Regions from separate parts of the Gossypium hirsutum genome. Here region 2 is linked to region 1. Evidence: chromatin contacts called from public Hi-C data. All regions are on one chromosome and are shown on one strand. The core of a region is the stretch at or near the end of the contact, and the rest is flanking DNA. Distances in the headings are between cores, read along the strand shown. Region 1 holds the start of LOC107903558 (WEB family protein At2g38370). Region 2 overlaps LOC107903529 (regulatory-associated protein of TOR 1).

Region 1 (3,957 bases), core at 788-3,287:
ATGAAATGTGAGCATTTCCCTATGAGAGGGTTTGAGTCTCCCAACCCATAACTTATAGGTCATATTGAGCTGAGCATGGTACCACTTAAGGTTGTTGGAATCAGACTGGATTGGCCGGTTGGATCAATAATTGACTAGCATATCAGTCTGAACAAAGCTTTTAACTAGATTTTGAGTGAAACACTTGGTACCGGTTGAATCGGTTGTCTTTATTTTTTAAATATATTTTTAAATTTCTATGAATATTTGATAATTTAGTTGATTAAAACCAAATTGATCGATTGAACTGATAGAATTGAAAACTGGTGGTCTAACTGATTCGACTATTAGTCCAGTTTTAAAAACCTTAGTATCACTTGGTCTAGCTCTTTTTTGTTGAAGAGAGCTCAACTCTTCCAAAGAGTTGGCCTTCTAAAATCAACAAACCCCTTAATGAGTTGATATTGTTCCCGATTGAGGTTTTATCTCTAACTCTATAGAGAGCTCAAATGTTGTTAGCTACCTCAAGAGATGGCGCATTCATAGAACATGAGCACTTTATCAAGAAGAACCATGTGTGGGGCATGAGCACAACTCGCCAAGCCCAAGCTTGTGAATTCGTTTTAATGTTTAGTTTAAGGTACCACATAAGTTGGGTCCAATTTGGATGGACCGATTATTTTCTACTTTTTACCCTATCTTCATACACTCCACTTTAATAATATATATTGTAACGGTCGAGTAATAATTAAATTTACGCTGGTAAAAGAAAAAAAAAACACAACGCATGCAACAGTTAAAAGTAAAAAGCTTCTTTGATTTCAACACAATAAATTTGAATAAAAAGAAGATCAATCATTTTAGCTGAATGAGTTTTACTCGATTGATATCTGTATTATTGTCAGTGCAGAATAACGCGAATTTAAGTGTATTGAAATTTATTATCTTCCTATTTATAGGTTGGGGAGGGACTAAAAAACAAATACGATGAATAATTTTTATTCTTTATTTCATACAATTTTAATTTTTTTTTTACTTTTCCTAAAGCTAAAAGAAAATAAACATAAAGCATTGATTGTGTTTGAAACTTTAAGTTGACCAACTAGTTATTAAATTACCATAATTTCTTCCTTTAATTATACATTAAGGAGCGTTTCTTGTCCTCTTTTAAACTATCATTTTTTTCTAAACTAATTAGTTTAAATTAAAAATAGATCATAACGTTACTCTGGGTTTCGAATTCAGCTTTACTTCGATGAATTAAATAGTTATTACAGAGTAAGAATTATTGGGTAATAAAACACGTGCTTAGAGAAAATAATCAAGTCGCTGATTTTATTATTAAACCGTCTTCTGGCGAGAAGGAGGGTATGTAAATAATTGAAAACGTATTTAGGGAGTTATTTGATACTTTTGGATGAGATAAGGTTTCTGGGACTTTTGTTCATTTTAGTTTAATAATTTTTTTCTTACCAAAAAAAATTGGATTAAGAAATTATAAACCATTTTGTTAATAGTATTAAATGTATGGAATTATGGTTTATAATTTCAACCATTTTAATATTGTTTTATCCCTAAATTTTAAAAAATATTTTTAATTGAATTTAATTGAGTCTTTTACTATATTGGGATAAAGCAATATTCAATCCTTGAACTTGAAAATAATTTTCAATTTGATCCTTAAATTTTTTTTGGTCCATATTAGCCTCGAAACTTGGTAAAAATTCTTAATGTGATCCCTAAACTTACATTTTTGTTAAGGTGTAGTGATGATGCGGCACAATCTTAGATTGCCACGTTATTATACCTTAATATAATTCAAGTTTTGGGACTAAATTGAAAAAACCTGTCGAGTTTCAAGACCAATGCAGACAAAACAATCAAGGACCAAAATGAAAAAATTGTCAAGTTTACTTTATCCCTCAAATTTAAGAAATTAACGACAATTTTTAAAAATAAAATAAAGGCAAAGAAAAAGAAAAAGAAAATCTCAACCGTCCAACACTCAAAAAATAAGGTTCTTGTCCTTTTAAAGTCCGTTAAGATTTATTGCCGTTGAAAGCACTGTGTCCCCCCATATTGCCCCCACACACGCTTTAAATTTCCCATTCCCCATAAAGGGCACCCACCAAAAACCAAAATCCCCGCTTTTTTTACCTCACAACTCCACCTAACTCATCGCAATTTTCTCCAAACATCGAGGACATTTATGTCAATAAAAGAAAAAAACTCAAAATCTTCCCTTTTTCTTCTTCAGTCTCATAGTTCATTACCGTTCCCTCTTTTATAGCACTGTCGCTTTGTATTTTCCATACAGTAGCAAAAAACGAAACCCCCCACAAAAACCAAACATTATTAAGTTCTTCGCAGATTTTAAGGTGTTTTAGTGTTCTTTTTTATTTAGGATTCTGGGTTTTGTTTATTTTTTGTAATGGAAGTGGAAAGCTGTGAAATTGGTGGTGGTGGTGTTTCAGCCACCAAAACCGGTGGTTTGTGCGGTGGTGTAAGAGCTGAGATCGATACTTCGGCACCGTTTGAATCAGTTAAAGAGGCTGCTTCTCGATTTGGTGGAATCGGTTATTGGAAACCCTCTCAACCTAAGCTCATGTCTGAAACTGAGGTAAAAATAAAATCTTGGTTTTTATTTTTGGTTCTTTTTAAGGAAAATGTTACTGGGTTTCATGTTTTTTTTTTGTTTAAATTTTCAATGTGGGTTCATAAAGTTCTTAACTTTGAAAATTTTAATGCACTATCTGGCTGTCAAATTTGTGTTTTTTTTTTCATATTTTTGCTTAAATTCTTGCTTTGAGGTAAAATAAATGGTGGAAAATCAGAATAATAAGTGTTTAGAAACGAATAGTCCACTGTATTTTGCTTAATGCAGCTAAAAAAAATTAAGCTTTTCATTGTTAAATTAAATCTTTTAGGGTTGTTTTGTATGGATTTTGCTGTCTTATACATAAATACATTATGTATGTATGTTTGAATGTATGTATGTATCATTGTTTACTAGGTTTCATTATGGCTTCTTTATACTATAACTTTGAAGTTGTTGTTGTAGCCTTCTTGTTAGTTCAATGATACATATAGATGGATTTTGCTGTCTTATAAACACGTATATATACATGTATACATTCGTACATACATATATATGTATGTATCATGTTTCATCATGACTTCTTATTACTGTAACTTCGAAGTTTGTTGTTGTAGTCTTCTTGTTAGTGCAATGATACATATATATGGATTTTGCTGTCTTATAAAGACATATATATATACATATATACATGCATGCAAACATACATATGTATCATTGTTTACTAGGTTTCCTCATGGCTTCTTTATTACTGTAACTTTGAAGCTTGTTGCTGTAGTCTTCTTGTTAATGCAACAGCTTTTATAATATGAGTTGTCTCGAAGGCCCTCTAGTTTCAATTGATTGATGTTTCGATTTTAAACTTTTTTCATGTTCATTGAATGTTTCGCAGCATGATGGGGAAGAAGTTGACATTGCGAAATTGGAGGAACAAGCGGCGAAACTGGAGAAAGATCTCATTGTTAAAGAAAGAGAAACGTTGGATGTGCTGAAAGAACTCGAAACAACGAAATTAACCGTCGAAGAACTAAAATTAAAGCTGAAGAAAGAAGCATCCGAAGTGGATGTGAAGAACACGGATGCTGAGAAAGAGAATCGTTGTGGTGGCCATCCGAACTTGGTGGGAAGTTTAAGCCCCTGTCCTTCGGCAGCTCCGGGTTTAATCTTGATGGAGTTGAAACAGGCGAAACTGAACCTTTCGAGGACAACTAATGATCTTGCTGATATTCGAGGTTCGGTGGAATCACTAAACAAGAAATTAGAGAAGGAAAGGAATTCTCTCGAAAGGACTCGAGAGAGGCTAAGTCAGAATTCTTCAAAGATATCGTCGCTCGAAGAAGAGTTAACTCAAACAAGACTGAAACTGCAAGTAGCAAAAGAGG
Region 2 (4,400 bases), core at 1,554-4,053, 54 kb before region 1:
GGAGGACATGAGTTGTTCTAGAAAGACGGGATGATAGTTGCTGAAAATCATTGAACTAGTCATGAATGTTAATGTTAGTGGTTGTCTGGTACTTTTTTACATGGTCATTGGTCGTCCTGAAACGTGGCGTGTTTTGACTTCAATGCATGGATTCAGCATCTGGTTTCTATCTATTTTGATCTTGTTCTCATGTTATTTTGCCAGCATATGACACTGTTTATTAGCATCTCAAGTCTATCTGTCAGTTTTAACGAGCCTGGCTTCGTGAATACTGCAGGCGGATATGCTAGTGAGGGATAAAATTTTGGCTTTGTTGGACTCTTGGCAAGAGGCATTTGGCGGTCCGGGGGGTAAACATCCACAGTACTACTGGGCATATGATGAGCTAAGGGTAAGCCTAGCACCCTTAAATAACATGTGGTAGTGGACTGGCATCAAGGATATGATATCCGAGGATGTCCACTTCTAAGATCAACTAACTCTCGTTGTCTTTAACTATAGTGATTCTAAAATTTTGTAAATGTATAAATGACAGCGTTCGGGAGTAGAATTTCCCAAGCGTTCATCAAATACAGCTCCTATCTTTACACCACCAGCTACACATCCAACCTTGAATCCCGGTTATGGAATGCCAAGCAATTCTTCTAGAAGGCTTGATGAAACAATGGCTACTGAGATCGAAAGTTTAAGGTCTAAAAAATGACTTTTTAAGTTTTGTTTATTAAGTTTCTTTGTTTATTTACAGGTGTTTTTGTGTCTCACTCCTTTTTCGGATTGATAATCTTAGTTTGTCTAGCTTAGACTCAATGAAGGATGTTGTGGAGCTCTTAAGTGACATGCTACAAGCTGTAAACCCGAGTCATAGTGCGGTATGAACGATAATAATGAAACCTTTTCTTTTAAATTGTCGGTGGAATGTTTAACTGTGATTTTTGGTTCGTATTAACAGGCAGTGAAAGATGAAGTGATAGTTGATCTCGTTAATCGATGTCGTTCCAACCAAAAAAAGCTGATGCAGATGCTTACAACTACCGTGTTAGTCTGTCTCTGAATTTTGTTTTTCTATAATGACTTGGAACTTATCGTTGAAACGGTTTTGTAAAAATGTCGAAGTTCTTTCTTTTATACGTGGCCTATGTGCAGATGTCAAAAGTTTTGCTTCTTTTTCTTTTTATTGGCTGTGGCAGGGACGAGGAACTTTTAGCTCGAGGTCTTGAACTAAATGATGGCCTGCAAAGCTTACTTGCGAAACACGATGCTATAGCTTTAGGTTCCCCCTTGCCAGTTGAAGCTACTGCTGTAAGCCCGATGCATAATGAAGCAAGTTCCTCCAACAAATCAAGTGAAGCGAAGAGCCCAGCACCTAATATAAGTCCACCCACACCGGTTGCCACTGTGACAAAAAGCCATATCGATGAAGAGGAAGAAGAGGAAGACGACTTCGCACAGCTAGCTAGAAGGTTTCATATGCTAACCTCTACTTCACCTTATTTCACCTGTTGCAGTCCTACAAATGACTAATTTTATGTTGTGTATATGGCTTGTCGTTAGGAAAATTCCTTTGCTAGTTTGGTAAGTACCATTAAGGCCCTTGTAATAGGAGTCGGATTGCATTTTGCTTCTTTTACTCAAAAAATGGGCAAATTAGTCTTTGTATTTTAGATTAAAGAGTTGGTCTTTTTTATTAAAAATTCATCCAATTTTACTAAAAACTGATGTGGTTGACAAAATAACCAGATTACAAGGACCAGTTTTTAACAATAAAATGGATGAAATTTTTTAATAAAAGAACCAGTTTGCTCTTTGATCCAGCGTATACAGATTAATTTGCCCCTTTTTTTAATAGAGGGGCAAAATGGAATTCGACTCACAGTTCAAGGGCCTCCATGGTGCTTTTACCTTGCTTGTCTATAATCAAACCTTGTGTAAATATGATAGGTTTAGCTCAGTTCTTGACTGGTTCACCTTTTGTTCCGAGTGCAGGCATTCCAGAGCACAGTTCACATCTCCTCAGAACGCTTCTCCTGGAACAAGTGAAGCTACTGCGCCAGTCAGTAATGCCAATGTGACGACATGGTATACACCAACTGCCTCAACCTCTATTCCGAGCAATGCTTTAGCTTTGCCTGATCCACCTGCACCAGTTAAAACTTCGAAAGAACAGGACTTGATTGATCTTTTAAGCCTTACCTTGTCCACAACAACGGCTTCCTCTCCGCATGCCCCTCCCACACCACCATCTGCATCTCAACATCAGGTACCTGTTCCTCCTAGCAGCCAAGGATATCCTTATGCTTCCCAAACATACCCTGCAAGTCAGGCGCAGCTGCCGTATAATAGTTATGTGGTTCCTTGGGCTCAACCTCAAAAACCGTCTCAGCCCCAAGTCCAGCCACAACCAACCCAGTTCCAAACTGAACCGCAAGCTCAAAATCAGTTGAATTCACCATCTCAGGCTCAACATCAGTTCCAAGCACGATCCCAGCCTCATCAGTTAAATACACAGTCTCAAATCCGACTCCAACCCCAATCACCATCCCAGTCCCAGTCACCGCACCAGTCATTCGGACAACCTCAATACCAACCATATTTCCGGCCTCAATACACATCCGCATATCCCCCTCCACCATGGGCTGCAACTCCCGGTTATTTCAACAGCCAAAACCACCGCTCTTCTACAAATAACATGATCTCCACTCCCCAAGTGAACACCACTGCATCAAATTCCATTACAGGGCCCAGACCCTTGCAGCATAATCGCTCATTCCCCATAAGAGGAACCAACGGCGGAGCACCAATGAACGGAGGTGATTCTTGGACGATTACCGGTCCTAGGAACCCTGCTCCCACATCAGGACAAAAGCCTTTTATCCCATCATACCTATTGTTCGAAGATCTGAACGTGCTCGGAAATGGCGACGGAAGGCGTAGTAGTACATCACCAAACTTGTCGGGTAGTAATACACAAAGTATGGTTGGTGGAAGGAAGTAAGAAAAGAGTGTTGTAGTTTTAAGGTTTATGCAAAAGGATATATATGTCCATTGTGAATCTTTGGTGTAAATCAAAGTATCTAAGACATGGATTTGTTTTTCTTTTTAGATTGATTTGCTGTGGAATTTGTCTTTTTAGATTTGATTTGTGATTCAATATTGTTGTTGTTATATTAGTATATAGTTTTTTGGTGCCTTTTAAATATGTTTATTTATAGCCTCTGCCATTACCATTGCCATTCTCACCTTCAAAATTAATAATTACAATGCAATAGTTTTGGTTCTTACTGAAATTACCATTTATGATTTGTGAATTATTGTATGAAGTTAGAACTGTAAATATTTTGCTAGGACTGTTGGGATTAGCAAATGATTTATATGCATTCAGAGTGGATGTTTAGTGGATTTAAATTTCAATTTTTTGCGCATCTGAATATTTTTTTATATTTAAAAGAAAAAATTCAAATGGATAATAGTATTTAATTTAATTTACAAATCTATAAAATGGAATTAAAATAATTTAAAAAATACAAATATTTGATCTCCTCTCAAAATAATCCAAAAAACACCCTAAATGTCCAATCCCATTTGTGGCAACAATTAATAGGAAGTTCTGCAAAATTACTGAAAAAAAATCCAAATTGATTGAACCGATTGAACTAGGTTCGATTTTATAAAATTTTTAAGAATTTATTTAATCAAAATCGGAACTTAATCGGTTTTACCATTGATCTGATTCCAAAAATATAGCTTTAGAGTGGCAACAACTTGGGGCTTGACCATAAACCAATCTGATTGCAATACGTAAAATTTATGACAATGGCAAATGTTGCAGCCTTTACAATTTCAACACATTGAAAACCATGAAATAATGGGAACCAAAAAAAAAAAAAACAAAGGAAAATATTTACAATGCATCATCACCTATATATATAACATATTATTTGCCAAAGCCACCCCCACAAACCCCCCGTATATGTTTATGCAAAGATAAACGTGTGACCGGAGGCTAATGAAATCAATATATATATCTCTGTTTATACCCCTGAATTTCCAATAACACCCATAGTGGAATTGTAAGCCTGGCAGCAGCATATCCCGAAACACTCGAACAATGATCCGAACTCGAATAAATTTTTGCAACTATTAACTTGGATCACTGACCTTCCATGAAATTTGTGCCTAAGACGGTTTCATTCACCATGATCTGCCTCCGGGTTTTGTGATACTGTGGAAGGATTTATACGTTTATCTTGTATGAGAGTTGTCATCAGCATAGATTGAAACGCAGGCATCGGCGGCACCGGCAGCGAGTAACACTTGGTAGGGATGGAAGGTAAGGCAACTTACGGAACCAATCTTCTGGGCCATGAAGGTATGTTGGTATCTAATGGTGCCGAGTTGTTCAC

What was found. Hi-C and Micro-C count contacts between places; a contact is called where the count stands out from the background.
Region 2: a contact with region 1 is called in a Hi-C map of leaf, with 2.9 times the contacts expected there. The contact joins the enhancer-like site here to the promoter of LOC107903558 in region 1. A contact is called at or near these places in 5 of 34 Hi-C or Micro-C datasets (leaf, petal and seedling).

What each region holds. Positions count from the first base shown.
Region 1 is chrD02:398,695-402,651 of Gossypium_hirsutum_v2.1, reverse strand. LOC107903558 (WEB family protein At2g38370) reads left to right here and starts at 2,037. Exons shown (of 2, transcript XM_016829642.2): 1 at 2,037-2,599; 2 at 3,468-3,957. The coding sequence starts at 2,411.
Region 2 is chrD02:453,179-457,578 of Gossypium_hirsutum_v2.1, reverse strand. LOC107903529 (regulatory-associated protein of TOR 1) reads right to left here. Exons shown (of 23, transcript XM_041087917.1): 23 at 3,767-4,400. The coding sequence ends at 4,240. It overlaps LOC107903521 (TOM1-like protein 6), which reads left to right. Exons shown (of 9, transcript XM_016829594.2): 4 at 278-391; 5 at 536-690; 6 at 788-869; 7 at 950-1,035; 8 at 1,188-1,460; 9 at 1,984-3,148. The coding sequence ends at 2,992. Among protein-coding and RNA genes, the nearest start is that of LOC107903521, 4.2 kb to the left of the region's middle. Within about 2 kb of position 2,803, at least 1 of the 9 cell types and tissues checked has an H3K27ac peak or open chromatin away from gene starts, as enhancers often do. A contact at or near this core is called in leaf, where this site is marked.